2 separate regions of the Rattus norvegicus genome follow, and region 1 is linked to region 2. A link is a contact called in public Hi-C data. All regions are on one chromosome and are shown on one strand. Each heading gives the region's core, a stretch centred on a gene start, on an enhancer-like site or on the middle of the called end of the contact. The rest is flanking DNA. Distances are from core to core; before and after follow the strand shown. Region 1 overlaps Bcas1 (brain enriched myelin associated protein 1). Region 2 has its middle 160 kb from the start of Bcas1.

Region 1 (6,624 bases), core at 1,603-4,102, 73 kb before region 2:
AAGACCAAGATCATAAATTTTTGACAATGGAAACAGAATAATAAATTTTCATATCCAGAAAAAAAAAAAGAATAGCAAGTCGTCCCCTCCCAACCCAGGACTGCTCTACGTGTGTCACAGTGTGAGCACACTTTATCTGGGAGCTCCCCTACGAGATGGGTTTGAGCATCCCCATTTTAAAATCAAATCGTAGCGTGTCTAAGATTTCACAAACCTGGGAAGCAATGTCACTAGGCATCGAAGCTAGACATCCATCCATGAACACAGCGTGTTCACGTCGCACAGGACGACCTAGCCAGAATAAGTATGTATTAGGTACCCTTTGCTGTTGTTGGTCTCATACTGGCTGCTTTGTGTTTTCCTCCAGGGACCAAAGCGGATGTTGGATGCTCAAGTGCAAACGGACCCCGTATCCATCGGACCAGTTGGAAAATCCAAGTAAACAAATCACCTAGCTCCCACCAGGTTCTCCTCCCACTCCATCTCCTGTCTAGACCCACACCGTGTATATATATATATTTTTTTTTTCTTCTGGCCAGCCAATGAAATTCTGCCTGAATTGTTGTAGATCAAGGTGTATTATTTATGACTCTGGTCCAGTCTTTCCTGGCATATAAGTGTATAAATGGGTTAGCAGGTTAACCAGTTGATCTAGGGGAGCAGGTGAGTGCCAGGGTGGGAGGAAGTAAGTAGATAAAGGCATTTGTGTTAAGTTATGAAAAAAAATGGCAGGTATCCAGTAAGGTGCAGAAGAAAAGTGCTTAGGAGAAAAAGAATATCCGGCTCTGTAGCCAGTGTTGCTGTACGCTCTGAACCTGAAGAGGGGAAGGGAAGACTGGCTTAGTTCATTTCACATTTGGGGGAAGGAGGACTCAGGGCAGGCTCTACGTTGGGCACCTGCCAACTTTTGGAATAGAATGTGTGGGCTATAAAAGAATTGGTTTTCAAATAGGGTCCTTGAAAGTTATCGGTGATGGGGAAGTGATTCGCTGAGGAGGGCTCACAGTGATTTGGGGGAACAATTACTTCTGAGGCACAGGGACAAGGGCATGAATTACCAACTTCAAAAGAAAAAAAAAACGGCAAAATGAAAGTTGCAGGTTCGTTTTGCGACACAAGGGGGCGCCAAGACCTCCGCTTTCCCCTTTGCATCCGGTACCCCTAACAAAGATTTGTTTCTGTAATATTTCGTTATTAATGTTTCTCAGATGGCTGAGGGACTTGCTTCATCTGTTCCGTCTGACGCTTATCTCACGCCTGTCTGTAATATCCTAATGTTTTCATAATGTGCTCTGATAAAAACCCTCCCCTAACCCAGTTAATAAAAATTGACAGATTATGCAAATACTTGAGGTGTTTTTTTTTTTTAATTCTTGTACAGAGAACAGAGTTGGACCGTGAGTCCATTAAGACGGAATCGCAAAGCAGCGTTTGATTGACTGATAATCCTTTGTATCGTACCTTTCTTTTTCCAATTTAATAAAAAAAAATGAATTTTAGAAAAGCTTTTGACTCTAAACTTCAAATGCAGCTCGCTGACTCTCTCTGCAAGGGTTGTGTCTTTCTAAGCAGCTGAAAATCAGTGTCCATTACGGATGCCCACACACATTCAATACACCTTCACACGCAACTCCGTGTACACGAACCTTCATACTTACTACGTTCTCATAGAGACAAGGACAGATAGGTGTACACCTACGCCTGAACTTAAATTCACAGCCTCTGTCCCAGCAAACGAGGTTTGGCCACCAGTCCCTTCATAAGTCCATTAAAAGAGCCAAATTAATGATTAAAAAAACAAAACAAAATACAGATGACTCAATGCGGCCACACTGGGAAGAGGGAGAAAGAGATCCAAGAGTCTCTCCCACCTCCCACAGTCCATCTTCAAGGTCCTTCAAATAGAAAGCAGGAAGCCCAGGTGAGGTTCTCTGCCCACCTCTACCTCAGCTTCACGTCTCTCCTTACGAGCTGTAAACCTTGCTCCAGTAAACAAACACCTCCTCCGGCACCCCTCCCCCACTCCACCCACCCAGGGCTTCAGCTTTCTCCTTCTCCTCTTGCAGACTCCTGGGGAAATTTTAACTTCTCGGGGTTGGTTGTTTCAATAGTAGGATAGTCAAAGAAGATTGCATGCGTTCCTTCAGAATATATTCATTCTTTCATTCTTGCCAGACTGGTAAATATTCATTCTCTCTCTCTCTCTCTCTCTCTCTCTCTCTCTCTCTCTCTCTCTCTCTCTCTCTCTCCCCCTCCCCCCACATGAGAACTATCACAGGGGTCAGAAATGTTTATTGAATATCTTGTCCTAGCACGGATGAGAGCACAGGAGCCACACCTAGAACAGATTGGGAAATTGGTAATGTAGCCACAGCACAGCCATGTCTGTAAGCCCCCACATGTGGAGGAAGAAAGGCGGTATAGCCATGTGGCCTGCCTGCCAGCTCGCTGACTGCATTCTAGGGTTCAAATACAGACCAGAAGTGGCTTCCTTTAAGCTAAACTTGCTTCCTGGGTCCTCAGGACCTGATTTGGAAATCACTGTGTGTTCCTTGCTGGGTTCAGAGCCCCCATGTCCCGTGCTCCGCTCCGTGTCATTCCGTGCTAGAAGGTTTTGCTGGAAAGATTGGGGGTGGAGTGTTAAAAGCACCTTGGGAAAACTAGAAGAAGTGGCCACACTACCCAGTCCCACCAAGTCGCCACCAATGAGACCAGCCTGCTGACAGTTCCTTTGTCTGCAAAGCCCTGGGGGCGACGCCTGCTGTGACCTTTTGCCAGCCTCTGGGCCAGCGCGGTGTGTAGAGGAAGTTGGCCAGTTTCACCTTACAGGGCACCAGCTCCTTCGGCTGAGATGAGAGAAGTTTCCAGGCAGGATAGGGAGGTGCAGAAGCAGTGGGGAGTGACTGACTCGGGCCACCAGGCAATAACACCCTCCCGCTTCCGGAAGGCAAACACAGGTTGGGGTGGGGGAGGGGCTCTCTGAGAGAAGCCCTGCAAAGCCCCTCCCGGGCTTTTATTCCTGGTCCTAACCCCTCCTGGGCAAAAAAAGTGGGTGCGCTTAACAAAATTGTGGTTTTGCTTTTGTTTTTGTTGAGGCCAGGAAATTTAAGCCACAAACTCAATGATTCATTGCAGGGACCCTAAACCCAGCTGTAGTTTTAAGAAGCAAGTTTTGCGCTTTCGTGCGAAAGTTGTGTGTTTTCAGTCGCAATCCTGTCTCTGATGCCGCCTTCACTAACTGCCCCAGCAAGACACTCCCCAAATCCGCACAGAAAGTCCACGGGAGTCAGAGGGGTTAGGGGCTGAAAGCTGGGCCCCACAGAGCCCAACCAACCTCTGGCAGGTCGAGTGAGGAGCAAACCTGACAGGCAGCAAAACATTCTGGAATACTGTCCCCAAAGAAATTCAAATTAAGACGTGCGGGAGGAGAGGGACAAAGGTGCCCGATTGTCACCATGAGTCTTTAACGATTCGCTGATTTATTTGTAGGTGCTCAGGGAAGTGTCTCCTCTCCCTTGCCAAGAAGACGTGTCTTTTCCAAGAATGGAGCTAGTGAGACGAAATGTCCGGCATTGTGCGTGCAAGTTACACACACATACACACACACACACACACACACACACACACACCCCACACACACTCATGTGCACACACATGCATGCACATTCCCAAGGATGCCTTCCAGTTCCTGGTGACAGAAACTGTTTGCCTCATATCCATAAGAGAATTCACTCAAAGGAGCAGTTGTTCCCAGCAGCCTGAGGCCACTCCTGGATTCATCCTCTGGGGAATGAGCCACAAACCCTGAGAGCTGCCAAAAGCTGGGAGGGGAAAGAGAAAGCCAGAGAGAATACTGGTTTTGTTTGTAGCTTGTAGCTCGTTAAACACAGGTATATTTCTCTCTCTCTCCCCCTACCTTCCTCTCGTCTCTCCTCTCCCCCTCCCCCTCCAATCCCTACCTCCAAGCATCATGTAAACAGTCCAGATACACTGGGGGGACAGTCTAACAGCCCCCACAGGGCAGTAGGGGTCTCATTAGATTTAAGAAGCCGTACCCCTCTGGCTCCCCTCAAAGATCCAAAAGAAGTCTAGGTGCCCCCATCCAGGATATGCAGGTGTGGTCTCTTCTGTCCCATAGCCCCAGGCTAGTCTTTGGCCTGAAGCTATAAACCAGAGCTTGAGATGTAACTCAGAGGTACAGTACCGACCCAGCACAAACGAGGCCTGTGTTCCATTTCCAGCACTGCAGGGTGGAGGGGCTTCAGCATGGTCATTAGCACAAGTGGGAGAGAAAATCCCTCCTACCCACCTACCTGGGAGGAAGGAGAGGGAAGGGGCAGCAGTTACCCACTTTCCCACGGTGCAAACCCCGAGATTAGGGATGGGCTGCTGGCGGGGCTCGGTTTTAACCACTCTCTATGTCCTCTTCAGAGCCCTAAGTAAGCTGTTTGGCACAGTGTGTAGAGTCCGTGTTTGTCCCTGGTCAGGACTGTGTTTACTCTATGGAAAGTGAGTCCCCTGAAAATGACCGCCTGTTAGCAACAAGGGGGAAAAAATGACAGCAAGCAACTTCCAAACAAACATTGATTATTGATTGAGTCTTTAATGTAGGCAGACACTAGCCAGGGAGCGCTTCTCCCGGGTTGGACTTTTTTTTTTCCTTGCTTCTGTATGGCCACCCATAATGCTACCTCTCACTCCTCTAAACCCTGGGGCCTCTAACTTGCCAGGCAGAAGCGAACCACATGATTTAACAGAAACCAGGATAGAGGTCACGCTGCCTGACAGGATCTCACGCACAGCCTTCCTGATGCATTATCCAATTTACAGCTGTGTCCCCCGCCCCCTCCACGCTTCGTCCCCCGCCCCCTGCACTGAATTTAAGTGCTTCCTTACACTTCCTTAGGAGCTGATTGGCAGGAATCTGTATGCATTAGTTTCAGATTTCCAAATAGGTGCTTCCTGACAAAATGGCCCCAGCTGGCAACTATTGCCTTTGAAGGATCTCACGTCTTGAGAGTGACAAATGTCATTCAAGCGCCTTTTATATAATCCGACCATATGGGGGCGCCCAGGAACTGGGTTCTGCAGGCTGACCAAGCGGCTTTGGCCTACCCAGGAAATTGAACCAAGAGCCTGTCTGTTGATTAACTTCTAGAATACTGTCAAGTTTCGCCAAGAGAACACGGGAAGGCTTGAGAGAAACCGGGCAGGCCAGTTGCTGTCTACGATCCCCACAACCCTCCAAAGAGGACCCAGATGGGATTTCTGTTCCTATCTGTCCCCCACCTTGTAAGAAGAAGCTCTAGGGAAAATGTGCGATTGCAAAGTATTCAAGCAACCTTGACTGCTTGTATCATGCTCCGCAACCTGCACCAGCTCCCTACGCACACGCACGCGCGCATGCGCACGTGCTCGATTAGCAATCGAATGAGCTAGTATTCCCTCCTGTAGTAAGGAGATGGCAATGGTGGGGTTTACACTGGTCACCGTTAACAGTGCGGTGGCGAACACGGTGAATGGCAGCCATGGCGGCATAGAAAAGCCGGAGCCTAAGTAACAGAGGCCCCCTACTCACGTGACCGACCAATACTAGCCATGAAGGGGATTTACCCGATGCGCGCGGTGTTTGCGACAACCTTGGCTCTGGTTCTCAGAGGCTGTTCTGACGTGACAATGGGAAGCATCCTTACATCTAACAGGTGTTGTGCCACGGCCTGGCTCTGGTCCTGAAAGGCTTTGCTCTGCCTTGTTTTGTGGGTTAACTTTGGACTAAAACTAGTGACAGGTGACAAGTGCCCTTCTAGGCAAGGGGATTATGGGATTATTATGATCACTTTCACCTGAGTGTTTGAGAAGACGGCTACGATGACTGCAATGACCAAACCGACCACGCCTATGAAGTTTCTGCTAACAGGACCTGTGTGAGCCAAAGCTCAGCCTCCACAGCACCATTGTTAGGCGCTGGGCTTCTCCGGACCACGCCCTCTCTGGGCTTCATGGTCACTGTCAGGTGGTCTAGAAGGATGCCTGGGCATGGTGGATGCTCAGTAAATGTCACTCGAACTGCTAGGTTGATGTGCAGATATTCCACAGCCACTGGTCCTGAGAGTAGGTCATCAGATGCTCGAGTGAGCTTCCCTTAGCTCCGAATGTTTGATCACGCTAATCGCATCTACCTATCAGGTGGCCCGCTCGGTGGCTCTCTCTGGATTGTCCTGAACCAGTAGCTGCCGCACTGACCAAGTGCCTTGATAGGGATTCAGGGCCCTCACAGTCTAATCCAGACACTCTGACCAAAAAGTTTCCAGAGTGGGACCCAGTCATCCGTGTCCTTAAGTAGCCTCCAAGCAGTTCCAATGTAGGAGAAAAATCGGAAAACCCATGAGAGAGACCACACCACAAGCGCCCACTGGGCGTGTAGTCTGAGGACGAAGCCACCAGGAGCGAGCATGGAACCTCACTAGAAGCCAGGTATTGTGCAGTCAATACCCTGTTTACTTCCCATTTCACAGATAAAAAATCTGAGCCCACAGAGAGTAAGAGCCGTGTGGCCCAAGGCTGAAACCCAACCAAAACCATTACTTTTATGTTTCAAAGACAGAGTCTCATGTTCCAGGCTGG
Region 2 (5,994 bases), core at 2,919-5,418:
AATGACCCTGGGCTTCATGGGCCCAATGGCTTCCCGCAAAGCCTTTCCTCTCAGTCTGGAGTGTGTGTGGCTTGGCTGCCTGTGTCTGTGGAACTACTTCTCCATCCTCTTTCCCTACTTTTAATTCGGGGACGATCTGCTGGGCTTCTCTAAGGCCCCGTGCACAGGAGCAGGGATATCTTTCTGGGGTGCGCTTTAAACACACCCTCTGAGATCCTCACTGTAGCTGTTACCTGGCTTCCCCCAGACACACATGCTGATGCTTCAACATCAGGAAAAAGAGCCTTAGAAAGCACAGTGGCGGGGTCTGGAGAGGTGGCTCAGCAGTTAAAAGCACTGACTGCCCTTCCAGAGGTCCTGAGTTCAAATCCCAGCAACCACATGGTGGCTCAGAACCATCTGTAATGAGATCTGATGCCCTCTTCTGCTGTGTCTGAAGACAGCTATAGTGTACTCACTTAAATAAAATAAATAAATCTTTAAAAAAAGAAAAAGAAAGTATAGTGGGCTGTCTGAAACTCAGCCTGAGGTGGGCAGAAGTCAAGGTGACCCCTGATCCAAGTGGTTTTCTCAGATAAAGTCAATAAGGTAAAACTTACTCACTAACTCTCTCCCCCTCTATCTCCCCCTCCCTGTCCTCCTCCCATCTCTCCTATGTGTGTCTGTCTGTCTCTGTTACTTCTCTGTTGCTGTGACAAAAACCTGCGACCAAGGTTTGCATTCAAGACGGCATTTTATTGGGCTTGTGGTTGCAGAGGGTTAGGGTCCGTGATGGTGGAGCAAAGGCAGGAACACAACGTGAGAGAGGTCAAATTTTGAACCCCAGAGAGAGATTGGGAATGCCTTGCGTCCTTTGAAACCTCAGAGTCTGCCCCCAAGTGACACGCCTCCCCCAACAAGGCCACGCCTCCCCCAACAAGGCCACGCCTCCCCACCCTTCTCAAACCGTTCCACCAGTTGGAGACCAAGTAGTCAAACCTAGGAGCCCTTGGGGGCCATTCTTCTTCACACCGTCACACACCGTTTCTTTCTCTCCTTTGATGCCTTCAACTTCCACACAAGCCTTTCACTCTTAGAATCAACTATGGGGTGTCAGGGTTGGGAGTCGGACGGAAGGGTGGGAGTATGGATAAGCAATTTGTCTGTACTCCGTTTTACATGCCCGGTCTCCTTTCTTTAATGGGATCCGATGCCCTCTTCTGATGTGTCTGAAGACAGCTACAGGGTGCTCATATAAATGAAAATAGATAAATCATTAAAATAAAATAGAAATTAATTTTTGTATATAACTCAGAGTAGGTTTTTGCCTTTTTATTATTTCTGAGAACTGCGTGCATCTATAAAACGAAATGTGATCACATATACCTCTCCTAATTCCCTCCCTCTCTCCTCCAACGGCCCCTTCGGACTTCATGCATTTTTTTCGATAACCCTCCTAATTGTGCGACTCATATGGTATGTAGCTGTCCACTGAGCATGGGAAAACAGCGACGGACACACTTCCTCCAGAAAGAGTGCCTCTGCGTCCCCCAGCAGCTCCCCACCAATGGCTCTTCAGTATGGTGTGGGGCTGGGAGCCATCCACTGTATCGATGCTGGAATTTTGCCTCCTGTGATCTTGCATAGGTCCTATGCAGGTAGCCCTAAGTGCTGTGAGCTCATGAGTACGACGACCCTGGCATTCCCACCCTCTCTTCCACGATGTCCCCTGAGCTTTGGTGCAGGCACAGTCAATGTAGATGGCTTTGTTTAGGGCTGAGCGCTCACTTCCTTATTCTCTGAACTTTGAAGCAATTCCTCTCTCCATGTCTGCTGCCTGCTGTGTGAACGAGCTGCTCTGGCTGAGGTAGGAGAGCATCCCAGGTCTGTGGGTATAAACATAAGCATTTCGAAGGCAATTCAACCACATGACTGTCTTAGTCACTGTTGCAGGGTTCTGAAGAGACACCATGGCCAAGGCAACTGTTGTAAAAGAACGCGTTTAATCGGGGCTGGCCCACAGTTTCAGAGCTTCAGTCCATCGTCATCAGCGTGGCAGCCTGCAGGCGGACACGATGGTGGAGGAGGAGCTAAGAGGTCTGCATCCTGGTCTGCAGAAACGCTGGGCTTGGCGTGGGCTTTTGAAACCCCGAAGCCCATCCCCAGTAACACATTCCTTCAACAGATCCACACCCCCTAATCTTTCTAGTTCTTCTTAAGTAGTGCCACTCCCTGGGGACTAAGTACTCAAATATATGAACCTGTGTGGCTCATTCTTATTCAAACCGACACAATATCCACTTATCGGAATAAACTGGCAGATCACTGGGTCTATGATCTTCTCAACCGAAGGTTTTAAGAGTAGAGTGTAGTAACAGATTCGAAATCGGCTTCTGTTGAGCAGACTCCAAATCCAGTCAGAAATCAGTCAGCTACCCCCATAACAGTTGTACCACTGTTGGACTCATGCATACATCTTCCTTGGCAAGTTGAAATGTTAGCACACATGTGCCACTGGAACTAGCACTAATTCATCTCAGATTAGTGTCTCTCCCGGCGGCTCTCTGCGGACTCTCTGGTTCCAGCCACCCTGTAAAATCAGGACTCAACAAACTGTAACCCAACAATCAGATTTACATGTTAAATTCTCAATCCACAATACATTCACACAATAAACTCACAACCAATTGATAAGGATACAAACCACCCACCTAGATAAGATATAGTTTGCCCATCTAGACAGCCCAAAATCCTGTCTATATCCATCCCTTAAGAATAGTCATAACAACCTGTAAATGGGCAGAGAGAAATCTTAACACTGCCGCCATGTTCTCTCCTCTTCTTCCTCTTCTTCCTCCTCCTCCTCCTCCTCCCCCCCCCCCCTCTGGCCCCCTCTGCCTCTCCAAAACTTTTCTCCCGCCCATCCTTCCTTCTCGTCCAATGACAGGCCTCGTTCTATCCTGTACCTGCCTTCCCCTGCTTAAACGACACCAACCTACAGAAGCTCATAGCGTGGAGAGAACTGGTTGGGATCTGGAAGTATTTCTTTAAAAACCTTTCTGTGGACGTAATGTTTGAGAAATCCGTAATAGATGATGGTGTTATCAGAAAAGCTCACGGTCAGTCTTCTCCGGCACTCTCATCTGTAGTACGGGATGGAGAAACCGCTCGCTGTAAGTGGGGGCAGGGAGATGGACCAGGGCTTACCTGGACCAACACTTCCTGGTCTTGCGGAGTACTCAGAGTCCGCTCCCAGCACCCACACCCAAAGGCTGGCAAGCGACTGTAACTTCAACTGCAGGGTGTCAACACCCTTTTCCGGACTCCGAAGGCGTCTGCATTCATGTGCACACACCCTCACAGACACATACGCATTAAGATAAGTCTTTTATTAAGTGGTGGAAATATCTTGTGTCTGCCTCTATGAGATTCCTCTAGACTTAGAAGCCGGGAATAGTTTTTTTTTTCCCTGTAAATGACCCGGAGAATAATGCATTTGAAGCACAAGTGTAGAGACTAAACAAATAGATTGTCCTTCCTCTGTCGCTATTTACGGCCACATTGTACTCTTTTTTTTTTTTTTCTTTTTTCTTTTTTTTCGGAGCTGGGGACCGAACCCAGGGCCTTGCCCTTGCTAGGCAAGCGCTCTACCACTGAGCTAAATCCCCAACCCCTGTACTCTTTTTTTTTTTTTTTTAAAGATATATTTATTTAATGCACATCTTCAGATGCACCAGAAGAAGGCTACAGATGCTTGCGAGCCACCGTGTGGTTGCTGGGATTTGAACTCAGGACCTCTGGAAGAGCAGTCCGTGCTCGTAACCACTGAGCCATCTCTCCAGCCCCACGTCGCACGTTTTTATTTAATTCTGATAAAGTGAACCCCCAGCTCTGGCGACAGCATTGATACGGCACAATCCCCCCTGCGTCCATCGAGGTCAAATTCAACACCGCGGTACTTCCTGTATTCACAGAGTAAACCTGCGGTCGTGGAAATCCCGTTTACGTAGTGTGGAGATCCTCTGTAAAGCTCCTCTGTGGGGGTGTGACGACTGCGGGCGGGCGTGGGGAACTTGAGCTCCTGCATGAAGCGCAGTAAGAACTTAAGCCCTGATTAGACAGTGCCGCCCCGGGGAAATGAAAGCAAACAGCGTGAAGCAGCAGGGCCGCTGAAACTGTAAAAAGCCCTCGACCTTTGATCGCGAGGAAGCCCTCAGACTGCCTGGTGCACAGCACCTGAGAGTGTTTATTAGAAGAGCCTGTCGCCTACAGGTGCCGCGGGTCCCCTGCCCTCTGGCAAGCTTGACAGTGAACTCTGGGTTTGTTTGGTATTGGAACAATGAGATTTTGTGCAGGGCTCAAAGGCTGCATTTACTGGGTTCAAATCCAATAAAATAAATCCTTGGGGTGTTTTCACCGAGAGAACCCTGGTCATGGCAAAGATCACATGTGCTGACACCGCACCCCACACACCAAGCCTTGATACAGAGCAGACAAGCCAGCCGCTGAGAATCAACACTGTTCCTGCCACTGAGAAAATACTGCTCCGCTTTTCTTCATCCCCAGATTTGTGGCTTTACGGACCCGAAGCACTTAGCTCCCGTCCCTAGTCTGTTCTGCCTCCTTTTCACCCCTCACAAAAGAAGGTCAAAGAACGTCTGCTTTCTTGTCGTCTGTTTGAACGTTGTGTGTATAAGTATGAACATGGTCCTGTGTGGAACATGTTCCTGTGGGTTCATACACATGTGTATGTATAGAAGTGTTCAGAGGTCAGAGGACATCAGGAACTGTCCACTTTGGATGTTGTTGTTTTGTTTTGTTTCGTTTTTTAAGATTTATAGCTGGGTGCCGTGGTGCACTCCTTTTAGACCCAGCACTCCAGAAGCAGAAGGTGGATCTAGATGAGTTCGAGGCCAGCCTGGCCTACAAAGCGAGTTCCAGGACAGCCATGGCTGCATGCATGGAAGAACCCTGTCTCGAAAAGCTTTTAAATGTTTTTTATTATTATTTTCCTAATTATTCATGTGTGTCTATGAGTGGGGTGTGTCCACACGTGTGCAGGCACCTCTGGGAGATGGAGTAGCACGTGTTTACCACACATTAGTGCTAGGAACTAAACTTGGGTCTCCAACCAGAGCAGCTAAAGGCTTTTGATGACTGAGCCACATGCCTTGTTATGGTTTGGGGGAAGGGTGATCGTTTATTATTTGGTTAGTTTCTTTTTAGACAGAGTCTTTCAATGTAGTCCTGACTGTCTTGGAACTGGCTGTGTAGACCAAGCTGGCCTCCAGCTGGAAGACATTCTCCTGCCTGGGATTAAAGGTGTGGCCACCACTGCCCAACCCAGAGCTCCTAAATAAATGAGGCAGCTGGCACAAGCCCTCGGAACACTCCCTTGCCTCTGCCCTCTCAGCTCTGGGATTATAGACGCAGGTCACCAAACCTGGCTTTTTACATGGGTTCTCGGGAATCAAACTCAGGACTTCACATTTGTGCATCAAGCAGTTTACCCACGGAGCCATCTCCCCAGCCCATGCTGAGTTTCCGAAACTTGTTTCCAACTTATCTTTTTTTTTTTTTTTTTTTTTTTTTTGGTTTTTTTTTTTCGGAGCTGGGGACCGAACCCAGGGCCTTGTGCTTCCTAGGTAAGCGCTCTACCACTGAGCTAAATCCCCAGCCCCCCAACTTATCTTAGTGACTCAAAAATAAAAGAGTAGCCATTGGCTTCCCAGTCGGTCCGTGAGCAGCGATTCACTTAGATGAAGTATTTGGGGAGACGACATCTAAGGCAATCAGGAGAAATCTGTCCCGCTCGCTTGTATGTTAGGCTTTGAAAATGGGGTGTGGTCGGAGTTCTCCGATAACCTTGAAGAACCACTCTGGTTATTATCCCCTGGCCGGTGCCTGTAAAGGTCAAAGCTTGGAATAACCAATCCTGCTCGCTACGTGTGGTCAACATATGTGACTTGAAAACGCGTTGGGAGGAAAGCTAAATGAGATCTACCCACCGGGTCT

Evidence for each region. A called contact is a pair of places that touch in the nucleus more often than the background predicts.
Region 1: a contact with region 2 is called in a Hi-C map of psoas muscle, with 2.3 times the contacts expected there. The contact joins two enhancer-like sites. A contact is called at or near these places in 3 of 12 Hi-C or Micro-C datasets (the Rat2 cell line, Schwann cells and psoas muscle).

The regions. Positions count from the first base shown.
Region 1 is chr3:179,549,634-179,556,257 of GRCr8, reverse strand. It overlaps Bcas1 (brain enriched myelin associated protein 1), which reads left to right. Exons shown (of 13, transcript NM_001415675.1): 13 at 368-1,504. The coding sequence ends at 442. It also overlaps the pseudogene Rps23-ps5. Among named protein-coding and RNA genes, the nearest start is that of Bcas1, 85 kb to the left of the region's middle. Within about 2 kb of position 2,852, at least 8 of the 93 cell types and tissues checked have an H3K27ac peak or open chromatin away from gene starts, as enhancers often do.
Region 2 is chr3:179,478,220-179,484,213 of GRCr8, reverse strand. No RefSeq gene overlaps it. Among named protein-coding and RNA genes, the nearest start is that of Bcas1, 160 kb to the left of the region's middle. Within about 2 kb of position 4,168, at least 17 of the 93 cell types and tissues checked have an H3K27ac peak or open chromatin away from gene starts, as enhancers often do.